2 separate regions of the Mus musculus genome follow, and region 2 is linked to region 1. A link is a contact called in public promoter capture Hi-C data. All regions are on one chromosome and are shown on one strand. The core of a region is the stretch at or near the end of the contact, and the rest is flanking DNA. Distances in the headings are between cores, read along the strand shown.

Evidence for each region. Promoter capture Hi-C pulls out the DNA fragments that hold promoters and counts their contacts.
Region 2: a contact with region 1 is called in a promoter capture Hi-C map of second pharyngeal arch cranial neural crest. The contact joins the promoter of Best3 here to the promoter of Ptprb in region 1. A contact is called at or near these places in 11 of 39 promoter capture datasets (the C10 cell line, the HPC-7 cell line, cranial neural crest and 7 more) and 3 of 115 datasets of contacts at active chromatin or transcription factors (the NIH/3T3 cell line, extraembryonic endoderm stem cells and pancreatic cancer cells).

Annotation. Positions count from the first base shown.
Region 1 is chr10:116,298,042-116,305,683 of GRCm38.p6, reverse strand. Ptprb (protein tyrosine phosphatase, receptor type, B) reads right to left here and starts at 4,310. Exons shown (of 32, transcript NM_029928.2): 1 at 4,005-4,310; 2 at 3,303-3,576. The coding sequence starts at 4,058.
Region 2 is chr10:116,982,987-116,990,628 of GRCm38.p6, reverse strand. It overlaps Best3 (bestrophin 3), which reads right to left and starts at 4,315. Exons shown (of 10, transcript NM_001007583.1): 1 at 3,817-4,315; 2 at 1,847-2,014. The coding sequence starts at 1,998. It overlaps Gm46182 (a long non-coding RNA gene), which reads left to right and starts at 3,866. Exons shown (of 3, transcript XR_001779645.1): 1 at 3,866-3,955; 2 at 5,628-5,751; 3 at 6,247-6,963.

The DNA of each region.
Region 1 (7,642 bases), core at 3,061-5,560:
TCAGCAACAAGGAATGTCATGTAGGACCCCAATTAGGATACAGGACCAGAGAAGGGAGGTGGGTAAAGTCGAAGAGAGTGAAACCTCATTATGGATGGGCTATTCATGATAATACTGGCTCATTCACTGCCACAAACACAGCCATAATAGGGAATTCTGAGATATCTGTGTGCTATCTACTGTCATAACATTTCTGTAAACCTGAAACTTGAACTGAATTAAAGATGTAGCCTCCTTTAAACACACACATACACACACACACACACACACACACACACACACACACACACACACACACACTGTGTCTCCTTATGCAGCTCTGGCTGGCCTGGAACTTGATATGTAGACCAGGCTAAGGCTCAAACTCACAAGAGATTCAACTGCCTCTGTTCCCCAAACGCTAGGATTAAAGATGTGCTCAGCGAATTTTGGATCTTAATGCTGGTGAAATGAACCAGAATTTTCACAAATACAGTCTTTGAAGCCTGCCCACTTATTCACTTGGTATGGGTATTGTGGGGCTTTTTTCCTGGTAAATTCAGGACTACACAACTTGACATTCACAACATTCTTGTTGTATTGCTAGTTAATGAGCAGATACACTTGAGAATAGCCCACTATCTTCTTTGTGGTTATGACAGCCTGGTACTCACGGGGCAGGACAAAGTCCTCATTCAGGAATGATGTGTAAGGCTGTGTGCCTTTGTCAGTATAACCTCAAATGCCTGTTGAAGGCTACACGTTCAGGGGCCATTGTTTTGTACTAGGACTTTATAAACCCATCAGTCTCTCTCCCACCATGTTCCCTTTGCTATCCTGCACAGTGAATACTTGCTAACCTAAATTTGAATTCAAAATTTTCAAGTCTGATTTGAAATCTGGAATGGAATGTTTACTATTGCTAAGCTACTACTTATCTGAATTTTTAAAAAAAAATCTGTAAGTCCAGATCTACACAAGACAAAATAATCAAATATTTTGGACTGTCAGTAAAATCCATCACCAAAAATCATACCCGACCATGTAAGCAAGGGCCCGATATCAGTTCATGAGTAAGTCTTGCTTTTGTTATGATTCATGCTAGAGCAATAAGATTGGTAAAAGGCAGCAAAGAAAGAGCTCAGGTTTCGAATGATGTCTTTGGTTTGTCCGAAGCTTTGTCTGGGTTGATATTGTGCCAGTTGGCATTGCTTTGGTAATAATAAAATATGATTTATGGATCTCATCACTATAGCTTAGCAGTCAGTGTAGAGGAATAATTCATTTTTTTTTCTTAACAAAATAAAAACTTACATGTCTTCAAGACCTAGAAAGTACTACATATAAATAAACCACCACCGAGAATCATCCCCAAAACAATATTTAAAAAATCTTAATTCAAAATTTTGTATTTAAATGAAATTTTTATCTTAAAGACGTGAAGAATTAAGAGAAAGATCACACCATCGTACACACGGGCACGGGAAAATGACCATTATGAAAATACCATCTGTAATTCTCATCCTGAAGCTCAGGAAATGTATGGGGAAAACTACCTCCGTAAGAAAAGTAATGAGCCTGGGATGTCGATCAGTTATACAGTGCTTGCCTAGTATGAAGCTGACCCTGGGTTCTGTCCCTTGCATGCACAACAGTCAATATAACATAGATATTTCTTTTGCTTCACCAACAGCCTCTGGACTTGAAGCATCTCCCTGCGTAACAATGCAAGGCTTGTTTTAGAATGCTAACATCTATAGTGAACCTTTGCTTAGGATCTTTTGCCCAGAAGCCAAATTCTTGCGTTAAACAACTGTCTCCAAGCTCCTTAAAGATTAAGGGTTTCCCTGAAGCTTCTGAAAACGCAGCTACTTCAAAAACAATCTCTCTGCTCCACTAAATACACACGGTTGGTGATACCCTTTCCAGCCTATCTGGAAGTCGAAGGTTCAACATCCTACAGTCACAGGAATTCATGGAACCATCTTTAATTTCCCAAAACCCAGCAAAGTAATGACTGAAAACCCAGCTGTTTCAACTCCGGGGAAACCATCTAATTTTGTCGCTGATTTTCCTCTTTCTGGCTCCATATACACACAAGCACATTCTTAACATGCAGCTTATCTTTGCAAATTAAGGTTCCTTTAGACCTCAGAAATCACCTCTGTGTTTCATGTGCAGTAAGCCCAAGGGTCCAAGTGGGCATTGTGGCTTTCATTCCGAGGACTCACTGAAATTTCCCAACCCTGCTTGCACTGCCCTTCTGACAGGTGGTCTTCAAAGAGCTGCGGTCATAGAAACCACCTTTGTTCTGGTGGGAATGGGAGGCACCAGTGTGAGAAATGCTTGGGATAGTCTCCATAGATGGAAGAAGTAGGGCTGAAGCATAGTCCAGTCTTTCATTTCACAGGTTAGAAAAGTAGTGGTGGCGCACGCCTTTAATCCCAGCTCTTGGGAGGCAGAGGCAGGCGGATTTCTGAGTTCAAGGCCAGCCTGGTCTACAGAGTGAGTTTCAGGATAGCCAGGGCTACGCAGAAAAACCCTGTATTGGAAAATAAGAAAAAAAGAAAGAAAGGAAGAAAAAAGAAGAAGAAGAAGAAGAAGAAGAAAAAAGAAAGAAAGAGAATGGGACATGTGTGTGGAGGGGCACAGACTCTTAGCATCCACACACAGAAGGAATAGCCACACATGGAAGGAGTAGCTGAGAAAATCACAGACCCCAAGTTCAGAGCAACAAAAAAATATTCTCTACTGTTTTGTAATTCAAAAAATACAGAATCTTTTTTTTTTTTTTTGCACCCTCATTTCAAGGGGCTTTTCCAACTTTCCCTATCCTATTCCTGATGATTTTATGTCCTGGTTCACGCCTTATACATATAACCAGGCATATCCTTAATCACCAAAACTTATTTATTCTCAAAACAGTTACTTAAAATGATCTGACGTCTGACAATTTAATGTAATGGAAGCTCAAACTACATCAATTTAAAAAATTCCCTCTGCTGCCCTCCCCTCTCCCCCTGAGTCCCCCCTCCCCCTTTCCAGGTGCCGTTCATTCAGCTGCTGTTTAGAGCTTGCTTGACTCTTTAAGAGTCAAGCAAGCTACACTGATCAGAACTCAGCCAACTAGAAGTCATGGTCCAATATCATCACAGGTTATTCCTCTCTCTAAATATATATATAAATTTGATATAATACATAAAATATATAAATAAGTATATATATCCTTTTTAAATGCCTACAGATCAAAGGAAAGTTTCGGTAGGAAAAGTCAAGGCTCGGCGTAGAGCAGTCTGGCCGACCATTACACCTGTGAACTTTACCTGTCTGTAAGACCAGAGTGCTCTCTTCTCCATCCAGAGAAACAATCCTGAAGTTATAGACGGTCCCTGCTTGTAAATCCTTGGGGTTACATCCGTAGGTAAAGTTGTCTATCCGAATAGGATGGCACCACATGGGCCCCGAGGTATCACTGCTGTAGATGAGGCTAAAGTTACAGGGTGACGCGAAAGTCCTCCACTGGATAGACGCTGACAAGCTAGAGACCCTGGACTCCAACAGTGTGAAGTTACATTTCACTTGCTCTGCCACTCCAGTCTGTAAAAGAATCAGAGAGCACAGATTAAGTCCATAGCCTGCACTGCCTAGAGATGTCCGCAGCAAGCTCCCCAAGTCACCTGTCCTCACCCCTGGAGTCCAGCTACAGCTGGCCTCTCATCCTCCAGTCCAGGAAAGGGCCCACGGGGAAAGTGGCTGGCAGGAGACTTTCACCCTAGTTGTCCCACCTCCCCCAGGAACAGCTGCAGACACAGGTTGCTTTCTTGACAGCAGGGAGAGCTGTCAGTTTGGTAATGGTAGGGTTTCAGAGAGGGTGGATAGATGGCTGTCCCATAGATAGGAGGGAAGGAGCAAGAGATTTCTGTCCCTTTTTTCCTAGCAGCTCAGCCCCGGAGGCCAGCAACAGGACATATTCAGTTCTTGGCTGGGGTGGAGCATCATCCCCAGACCTTGCTCTGCCTGCTTACCTGCACGACGCTCAGTGTTATCCACAAGGCCGTTAGGGCTCCATGCCTCAGCATCTCGCTGGGAGGCCAGCCAGGGCACTTCTGGGTACCACTTGTTGAGCGCTCAGCGCGCCCTGCGGGCGGGCGCAGCGCGCTACCCTCGGGGCTGGCGATGCTCAAGGGCCGTGGCAGCCGCTGCTTCTGCTGCCGCCCCGGGCGGGCAGCGGACACGACAGGCGGCGGGGACCCGCGGCGCGCGGCCCTTCCCACGCTGCCATTCTGACCCGCGCTGCCTCGCCCCCAAAGCCCCGTCCGGGACTTCCGCAATCAAAAGGCAATTTCCTTGTCTCCCGGCAAAGGAACAATGCTCGGGAGAGGGAGGGAGCCCTGAGGAGCCAACGCCTGAGGCTGCCAAGGGGGCCTGAGGCCAGCCAAGCTGCCACCCCTCCCGCCCCCTCTGCCGCCACCCCAGCCCCCCCAGCCAAGAATCCCTTCCTGGGCCGCAAAGTCTTGCTTTCACCTCCTCCTTCACTCTCACTTTTTCCTTCTCAGTGGTCCTTGACCCTATCCTACAACCAGTAAATAGTGCTTGAGCCCTCTCGCTTTTCAGCCCCCCCTCCCTTCTGCACACCCAGAGCCCCCCTCTCTATCTTCCTTCCTATCTTTCTCCAGGACCTCTTTTTTCCCAGGCTTAAACTTGACCCGAGCACATTTCCCTGGGTCGCCCACACTCTTTCCTGAAGCCTTTTATTAGAGGGCTTTAGTCCTTCTCACCTCAAAACACTCATTTGTCACGATGTGTATCCTCTTGACATCAGCCAGAGAGAAAAGACCCGCCAAGAGCCAGCCCATCAACAGGAGCGCCATCTCTCCAGCCACTTGCCCGTTTCTGTACCACAGGTCTGTGTGTTCCCTAAATCTCAGGCAAATACTGTGAAGCTACAACAAAATATCCATCACCTATGTGCTTTAGCCCCTGCAGGCAATCCCACCACTGACCATCCAGAAGGGCATGCCATGCCCCACCTGAGAGAAGAAGGCAATTATCAGCTCAGTTCACTGGGAAACACTCCAGGACCCCAGCTTCTTTCTACGCCTTCCAAAGCAGCTGTGGTGTTTTCCACACTAACTGCAAGCGCATTAGAAACTGTCCCATACCCTGTAGAAATGTGTCTAGAAGTGGGTCCTAGAAATAACTCCATCCGAGCAGCAAAAGTGCTTAATGGAATGTAGGTAAGAATAGCGAAACATCGCAGCCACTTTCATAGTTGTAAGGTTTTGGGTGCATAACCCTACTGAAGTAACCAAGACAAGGCAGTCATGTTCGGATTCCATTTACTGTTTGCTTAAGATAGTTCTTATCCCCCCCTCCCCCCGCACGTCCTCCACCCCCATAATTGTCATGTCTGCCTTGGCAACATAGTTGAGATTTCCATACCTCGACTTTGGTCCAGATGTATTGAGCAAAATAGTTGGCAAGTTGTAACTAAAATGACCTCTATGCTCTGGCAGGAAGGAACATTTTGAGGTTCTCTTATCCTCTTCTAACTTTGACATATCTTTGTGGTTTTTGCCTTTTAAAAATGCTATATCCCTGAGCTTGAAACATTCAAGAGGTGTGTGAGCCTGCTCTTGGCCTGACCATTAATAAGCACTCAAAAGTTTTAATTGGTGTAATCAGGGTGGTTGTCAATAACTATCTTGCATGGATTGTTATACTATATTTCAAATCACTAGGAGGAATAAGACATAAATCCCCCCCCCCCACACACACACATATATTACAGAGTAGATAAACCTGTTCTTGGCTACTTATGTCTAAGACCTACTTTGAGAAAACGTAGAAAATTTGAAACAAGTGAAAATTACTTCTGTTCCTTTAGAAAACACGCTTGCCATTATATCTTAATGAAAAATGGAGGTTTACCCCATTCAGACACCCCAGTGTTAGAAGCAGCTACACAGAGGCGTGGACCTCCCTTGCAAGTCAGCGAACACCGACGCATCGCACATCAAGCACCTGCATGCTTCGGGGAAAGTGCAGAATTGCCTGTTTCTTCACCCAGGTTGCTTGCCTCACTCGCTACATTTCCATTCTCTGCATCTTCAGCCCTGCACTCCTTTCTGCCTCCTGACTCAGTTTCTTCTCACCGCCATTAGCGGTATGCTTCTAGCAGGTATGCTTCTAGCAGTGTGATTCGTTACAAGCACCAGCTGCCTTGAGATGTTTCTTCTCAGCTTACTCTTCTTCAACATTACCTCTCTGTATTTGGGAAATCAGTCTACTTCAGTCGAAGAACATTCTAAAGGCTCCATGGAGAGAGCTACTGTAACATTGCAGGTGGGGAAGCAACTTTGCAAACCTTATTCCAATAAGGGTCAGCTTGTTCAGCTGCGGGTGCATCCACACCATTTTACTCTGTTACTTTATCTTCGTTCGTTTTAAAGTTCACTGCCCCCCCCCCCCCCCCAGGAGCAACTTACTAACGCCTAATGCCTAATGTTCATGCTCTTCCTTGTCATTTTCTCCGGGACGTCACATTTTTTCTGATTGATTTTTCTGATTGGCAGTCTTTCTACTGAGATATACTAAATATTCACTCTTGCATGAGTGTGCACACACACACACATGCTCACATTCACTGGCGCGTTGCATTCTTTTTGACCAGTTTCCTCGTGTATCTATTAATCCCTCCTTATGACTTAGATGCTGCTAAAGAGGAGCAAACAGGTCTGTGACATTAACATCTCCTGAATCACCGCTCAGATGCTCCCCTCCCACACTAACAGGAACCTGCTAAGAGTGAGCCTAGGAAGTAAGAACTGTCGTCTTTAAATCCATTTTCATTCCTGAGCTATCAAAGATGAACGTGTACATTTAGAATAACTGAGTTTAAATAATTTTTAATACCCTTAATATAGCTGAAGAATCCTATCAGTGCACGACAGAGAGGGCCAGTAGTTATAAACATTTCTTTTCCAAAGGTATATAATTGCAGACTTTATTGGTATTCTATCATTAACATCTTTTTTTTTTTCTTTTTTTTCTTGGATATTTTCTTTATTGACATTTCAAATGTTATCTATCTTTAACATCTTAAGGCTGACAACAGAGCTTTCAATACTTTGTGGGTTCTAAATATCCCACAAAAATTAATAGAGAATGAGACAGCAGGGCCAACTTAAACGACGAGGACGTATAGGGGCTAGGCACGTAAGAGCACTCATTGCTTTTGCAGAAGACCTGGGTTCAGTTCCCCATACCCACATGGTGATTCACAACCATCCTTAGCTCCAGTTCCAGGGGACTGGATGTTCTTCTGACCTCACGGGCACCAGACCTGCGTGTGGTGCACATCATATAACTGCAACAAAGCACTCACACACGTAAAGAAACATTCTAAAAGGAAAAAAAAAAGAATCACAGCTACAGTGTTAATCTTCAAATATGGCTACAGGATCCAGGAAGCACAGGACACTTGCCCTAGTTATGAAACTGTATAAATATAGCGTGTAAATACGTTGACTTGCTTCGTCTTCGCTCTCTTTGTTTGGAATTCCTCAACTGCCTTTGAGCCCATCATATGGCCCTGCGTTTACTTTAGAAGTCACTGCATTCCAGGAATGCAGACCATTCTGCGCTATTACAGCGGATATCA
Region 2 (7,642 bases), core at 3,066-5,565, 680 kb before region 1:
GTCAATACCAGGCAAAGCACAAACTATGGTTATATTTTCAGGTCTGCTTGATTTTGGAGACCTATGAATCCAACAGTTCTTGGTAAATATTTAAGATAAAAAGGATCTGCTTTTATAAGAATTTACAATGAGACTTTTTTAAAAAAGAAGAAAAAAGCAAGTTAAAGTGATTGCTGCGAATGTTTGTACTCTTTGATCTTTGGAAAGACAAAAATCTGTGTAGAGTTTTGGGGTGTAAGTTTGATATTGGAGCATTTCCAGGGATATAGCAGTTGCTCTTGGGGCTTCTCTCTTCTAAACAGCAGTAGCAGCAGTAAACTCACATTAGTGAAGAATGAACTGATGAGATAGTGATACTGGAACACCACTAATCTGCCACCATGTCATACTCTGAAGGTTCAAGGAACAGATAAGTGAACTGTTAAGGTAATATAGGAGATATCTGAAAGATATCAGACGTCTCTAAGAATATTTGACAAAAATCTATTCTTGCGATTTTTGCCTTGGTGTTTTTTGTTCTGATTATTTTTGAACTGGGGACTGAACCCAGAGCCTGCCAGTTGCTAGGCAAAGCATTCTACCACTGAGCTAATTCCTTAGTCCCACAAAATCTGTTCTAATATGTATACTGGTATGGAATGATAGTGTTCTGTCTTTTTTTTTTTTGACAGAGTTTCTTATAACTCAAGCAGCAAGTTATCTTGAACAGGATCCTCCTGTCTCCATTGCCTCAATACTGGGATTACAGGTGTGTGCTATCAGTGCCTGGGGATTGAGTTCAGGGTTTTGTGCTTGCTAGGCAGGCATTGTACCAACTGAGCTACATCCTCATCTTTGGGCTGGAAGTACTGATGGGTTGTTGTGAACAAGATAGTTGTTCACAGTTTGCTTTTGGAAATGATCAGCCAACTAAATGAATACCTCTCCTCTCCAAGTGGAGTCTCATAGTTTCAAAGAAGGATGTAGGTGAGACTGTGACTCACAGTTAGTTCACCTTCGATGGAAGAAAAAATTTTATACCTAGCTAAGGTGGAAATACAGCCTTGAAAATCTTAGGCTTTCCTTTTAGCTTCCTCCAATGTAATTCAGTTTTAGTTTATTAACTCCTAAAGCTTCATTTTTTTTTAATCACAGTGATGAAATGTTACTAAGACAATACTTTTCAGTTGGGAGAGGTGGATATGCTAGCCCTCAAAGTATGAACCTGACAGGTACCCGTGTTATAAAGAATAGATACCTTCTCTTGCAAATGTGACATCCTGAAATCAGAAGACATAAAGAGAACAAATTATTCCTCAGGCCTTAGTTCTTTGGTGAGGTTGGAGGACATCATCCCAGGTCAGAGCTTACCATCCAGACTACAGGAAGGAAAGCTGTCTGGTAAATTCTATTCACCCATATGTTAACTCCACGTAGAGTTGCAGTAAGCTGTCAGATCACATGTTCAAACTCCACATGACATCACTGAGAGAAACACAAAAGCATTTGTCTGTGGGCTTTGGCCGTTAATCGGCACACCGATGAGGATGTCAGCATAAAACTTTCAGTTGACACTTAAAGCAGCTAGGCTGATACCTCATCGGGATCCATCTCTGTGGGGCTGGAATTAGAGCCCATTGTCTGAACGGTGGCTGTCAATTGCTCCAAATACGTGGTTAGGTGTGGATTAAAATACCCTATCCTGAAGAGAGGACGCCAGAGAGGTTCATGCGGGGGGTGGGGAGGGGTGGGGAGATTGTTACATAATGCAGAGGCTAGCGGCAACCAAGGGGATCCAGTTTTTGAGACTGTATTCTTACATAATGCCTGGGGGGGCCATTTAAGGAGACATGCAAAACGAAGGTACCTGTACACCAGACTGATTGCTGTGTAAAGAACAGCAAAAACAATAAATTCCCTGTACAGCAGCTTGTAGATACTACCTCTCCACTTGAGAAGCAACCTATGAAATCCAAAAAATGTTGCATTTGCTACTTTACTGGAGTAAGTGACAGTCATCGTGGGTGGTTTTGTTCTAGAAGAGCAAGAAGACAAAACACGAGTGAAAAGCAAAGTTGGATGTCAACACAGGCATACACTTTCCCTTTCTTTCTTAACCAAAGGAAACTAAAGCCAAAAACTAATCAGCTGACCCACCCTCCATGCATCACGCACTCCTCTCATAGTTTAGAACTTGTAGATAATACCGTATCACCATCTAGCATCTCGGCACTAAATCTGACACAGAAGGAGAAGAAGATGGTCCCTAGAAAGACTGTTTTTAGAAGCCCTGACATTTCTGCATTCGATAAGCATTATTTTAGAGTCTGTAGCTTTTGCCCAATACATAATCAACATTAGCACATGAGGCATACTAGCCACTTCTTAGTCGCAGGAGGATTTAGGAAATTGGTTTGCTAAACTGATGATGTTTTTAAAAAGCAGTGGCTATACTCGTTGTTTGGGCCAGTGTCTGCTAAAATCCTTAAAGAAATATTGATTTCACCTTTAAACTTCCTAAGAGGAAAAAGTTATTGATCCCTTCTTAGGAACCAGGAGCGATTGTCAGGAGGAAGCCCGGCCCCCAGAGCAGTTTAACAGATGGGCTACTTGGGTGTGTCGGGGGGTGGGGGTATCTTCCTGAGATGTGAGTCTCTCAGCAGCTCTCAGGGTGTACAGTCGGAATTCTGTACCTTTCAAAGGGAGCCGTAAACTTGATATTAAAAAGGCTACACTTTCCCCTTGGAAAGTCTCAATGAAATAATCAGAGACAAACAAACTGAGTCTTTTCTTTCTTATTTTGGAAGACAGGGTCATCCCACATTGACCTTGAACCTGGCCTTGAACTTTTGCTCCATTTCCAGTGAGCGCTGGAATTGTGGGACTGTACCACCGCCACTGTATGTAGTATTTACTTAGCGTTTTGCTTGGCACCGAGTCTTGTGTGTGCTGGGCAGGCACTGTCTCATGTGTGCTACATCCCTAGTGTGTCTGTAATTTAGAACACCTTGTTCTGGATTCATTTCGTGGACGTGGGCAGGATGAGAATGGGGCCTAATCCCAGTTTTCTTTGAGCTCCCTGGCATGCCTCGGCTTCTCACTGAGATGTGCCATCGGACTTCGAATAGATGGCTCAAAGCCGACCTTTGTTTGGAAACCTTACTCAGCTAACTGGGTAGTATAGGTCACATGCAAACAAAAGGAGATCTCTTTAAAATGTTAACTTTTCTCCAAAGGAACTACAAAGAACTTCTCACAGAGCAACACAGGCTGATAGATTTTAGGTCAAAATTATAATACACACACCCACACAAAAACCCAACCAAACAAACCCTAGAGCATATTTTTTTCCCCCCGTAGAGCGATTTATATCACACATTCTATCACAAATAAGAGAATGTTTCATTTAGACAGGCAAATATCCAACTGTGATTTATCCAGTTTCTCTAAGGACGTAAGAGCTGGCAGCTGTATCCACAGCAACAACAGCAAAGTGCTGATTTGTCCTCCATGGTTGTTGATTTTAATTAAACAAACCAGGGCCCTTTGCCTAAGTCAGTAGGTGACACCACAGAAGGGTGGGGTGCCTGCCCTAAAACAGGCTTCGCTTTGAGATCGCCACCTTGTCTCTCTGCCTCGGGAGAACTCAGCGACAGGGGAGAACAGAACAGCAATGTCCTAAGCTCTTCTCCAGGCAGGCCCCGTCAAGGGACAGCCTCTAACCAATCCCCTTTTCTTCCATTCACTCCTTCACCCTCAGTTCAGGCTCTGTCCGAAACCCGACGCCCACCAAGCATAAGGTCACGTTCAAGTGCAGAAGCCGGCTCGCGCACTAACCTATTTCTTTGGAGTCTCTCAAGGGAAGAGAAATCTTCAAACGATCTGCCGTCCCTGAAGAGGTGCCGGCTTCCACCCTCACTGGTGACCAGCTGGGTTTCCTCCTAGTTCTCCTGCTGCTGTGGCGATCCAGCGTGTAGTGAGTCCAGGGTTAAATGTTTTTCCACTTGCAGAGGCCTGTCTGTGCCAGTTTGCCCACTGATGACAGTTATAGCTGGGGACAAACAGAAGTGACAGCTGCTGATGGTGCTTTTTTCTAATCTATAATTATAACTCCACCTGCCGCCCAAAGTACCCCTTTGAACAAGAAGTCAGCGGCGGTGGCGGGAGGATGCTGGGCCATTTAAGTCCAGTTAAGATTCATTTCAACTCTGGCCTGGGATCAAGGAAGAAAAGCCTTTTTCTACTGAAAAGGTCTGAACATACTCCAGTAGCCAAAGAGGGGATTAGGACAGTCTTTTTGTGCATGAAATGAAGAATAAATTCTTATGGAGCCATACACTGGGGCAGACAGGAATGAAAGCAAGAATTCTGATCTTCTGAGAGATCTTGAGAATGCTCTTCCATTAAAAGCAGCAAGAGTGTGTGTGTGTGTGTGTGTTTAGGATGTGAGTATATTTATGTGCATGTGTAGTATGTGTATGTGTGGTATATATGTGTGTGTGCATGCATGTGTGTCTAGGGTATGAGTACATTTATGTACATGTGTGGTATATAGGTGTGTATGTGTACATGTGTATGGTGTATAGATATGTATGGTGTATAGATGTGTGTGGTATATAGGTGTGTGTGTGTGTATGTATGTAAGTGCATGTGTGTTGTATATATGTGTATGGTGTATAGGTGTGTATGTGTTCATGTGTATTGTGTACATGTGTGTGTGTACATGTGTGTGGTTTATATATGTGTGTGCACGCACATCCATATGTGCATGCATGTATGTGTAGGATGTGAGTATATTTGTATGGTAAGTATGTGGTGTACATGTGAGTGTGGTATGTGTGTGTGTGGTGTATGTGTGTGTGGTGTGTGTTTTAGAAGTGCACAGAGAATTATGTGATGGCCTGGTGCAGTGGAAAACTGTAACCCTCTGTCTTATTATGTTTCTCCCATGGTTAACCAGAAAAGCTTGTTATTCGAGATGGTTTCTTTCAGATTTATAATAATAGATATTTTCTTTCTTAAAAGAGGCTGCTCATCTGAGTTCTGTAGGTGATAGACTAATTAATTAATCTGAGGGTCATTTCCTGAGACCCTGTTAACTTTCTGAGGTAATTTTTCCACCTGTCATTACACCACAAGCTTAAAGAGAATAGCAAAAAATAGTTTTTGTAGAGAAACATGTAGAATAAAATATTATAAAAATCAAGACTAGGCTATGCCTGGTGGGTCATGACTGTAATCCTATTGATGGGAAAGTTGAAGCAGGAGACTTACCCTGAGTTCAAGGGTAGCCTGGGCAATTCAGTAAGTTCCAGGATAGCCTCAAAACAAATAAGCAAATGGATGCTTCCCCCACAGCCCTAAAAAGGAATACATAAAATTCAAATTTCTAAAGAATTAGTCAACCTTATGTGCATGTGAGCGACTTGGTCAAACCGCAAGCGCTTTAGAGTCCTGACAGATTAATTTTTCTGGCTTATTTGTATTGCTGGCTTATTTGTCCCTGTTCCTCTTGTTGCTAACTTCAGGTCGGGGGTCCTGTGAATAATGAATATTCATTTAGTAATTGTGTGCTAACTGATCGCACCCCTGGGGCTCCATTAACGGGTACTGGATCTTGTTACTGTTTGGTTATCACACTTCCACAGCTTTGAGTACCACGGGGGATTTGTGAACATGCAGAATGCAAACGTCGTATGCCACATCTTACATCTGTACTGCGGAGAAAGTGGGCGGTTAGACCTGCAATATTGTAAACAGTTTTCAGATTTGGTGAGCGTTATGGAATTTGAACTTCTATAAACCCTTGTGTGTACAAAAGGGAAACACTGCAGGCTCTATACCTCCCCGCTCCGGCTAGATGTGTAGCGGCCCCCAAACAGCGTAATTTGCAGTGGCCTTAACAGAAAACCAGGAAATCAGCATGCTTTGCAGGTGCGGTGTAAGCACTGTGGGTTGGTGAAGGCCACCAGGTATCCCATAGTGTTCTTTTTCTGCTACAAAGATGTGGTAGACAATCCCTACATGAGCATGCCGTTAGATACAGAGGGGACATGACTAAGGTCAAAGCTTAAGTAAAACAACATAGCTAAACAAAGCTTAAAAATTCAAATGGATTATCTTATATAGTGTCCACTGTTTTGTTTCGAGACAGAACCTTTTAGTGGCCTAAAACTCTCCCAGTAGGCCAGGCTAGCCCACCATGAGCCCTAGGGACCTACCTGTCTCCAACTCTCAGACACCACCCTGATTGCTTTTCATGTGGAGGCTTGGGATTGAACTCAGCGTTTCCAAGGCAACTGTTCTACCGACCGAGCGTCTCCCCCGGTTCCATTGACTGATCAATTTCTCAACAACAGAATATCTCAGTTCAGTTGATTTGTGAACAACACTCACAATGATTCTTACCATACAGGTAAAGTTTCCCTGATGGTAAGTGTCCTGAGAACCCGGACTTTATTCCATCTCTGGTGGACTAAGCCAGCCTGGGCTTCCGTGATGGCATCTATGGCTCTAAACCAGGCAGCTGGTTGGGTCAGTCACTTGGATTTCAGGTGTGCAAAGTTTGATGCATGCCATTGGACAGGGAACTCCACCCCATGCCAAACCAAAGGCTATGGGAAACCTCCTCAATTAGGCTTTGATTTCGGGGAGCAGTAGTGAACCCCCGAGAACTAGAAACACGGTTCATTTTACAACAGGGTCAGCTTTAAGCCCAGAGGAGACTGGATATTTGAGGAGCCATCAGTTCCTCTCCGTGCAGAGACAAATTGCCAACTCAACAAAATGGAAGTGCATTCGTTCAGGTAATGAAGGTGATCTCTTTTTTGAAATGGACACTGTGGAAATTTCCTTCTATTTTAGACACAAAAGCTCCGAGTCCAGAGAATTATGAAGACAGTGCTGAGAGTGTACTCTGCGCGCAATAATCAATGATGTTTCCTAAGTAGATGACACCGCTCCATTCACAGCCCAGACCGCTAGAGGGGAAAATGAATTAAAAATCTGTACAATTTCACCAAAATCAAGTAAATTCAGATATGTTGCTTATTCCAAACAGCCGTGAAATTCTGTTACTTGACAACCCGTGTTTGTAAATCATATTATCATGTGGGTAAAGGGTAGATTTAGGGAAATTTTACCCTTAAGTAGAGGGATAAGCCAGGTGTGGTGGTGCACACATGTAGCTTCAGTATTTGGAAGCCTGAGGACCAAGAGTTCAAAACCTATTGTCATGGTCATGTAGTGATGTTCGAGGCCAGTCTCGGGGGACACAGGTGGCCTGGGCTGCATTTGACCCTGTTTCAAAGATGGTGGATGGGGTACAGGTGGGAATGAGAAGCACCCATTGCTTCTAAGGAAATGTTTATTTTGGCACACAGTTCCACAGGTACAGTGCATCACGGCAGGGAAGCTACGACAGCAGGGGCAGGAAGCAGGTGGTCAGTTTCACCCACGGTCAGGAGTAGTGACCCCTGGACCCTGGCACTCAGTTCACAGTCTTCTCTTTATGCTGTCTAGGGCCCCTGGCCCACGGAACCGAACCATCCACACTTGGAGTAGGTCCTCTGGCCTCAATAGCTCTACGTAGATCTAGAAACTTCCTCACAAACGGGGCCAGAGAATTGTTTTTACAGTGATTCTAACTCCCGTGAAGCTGGAA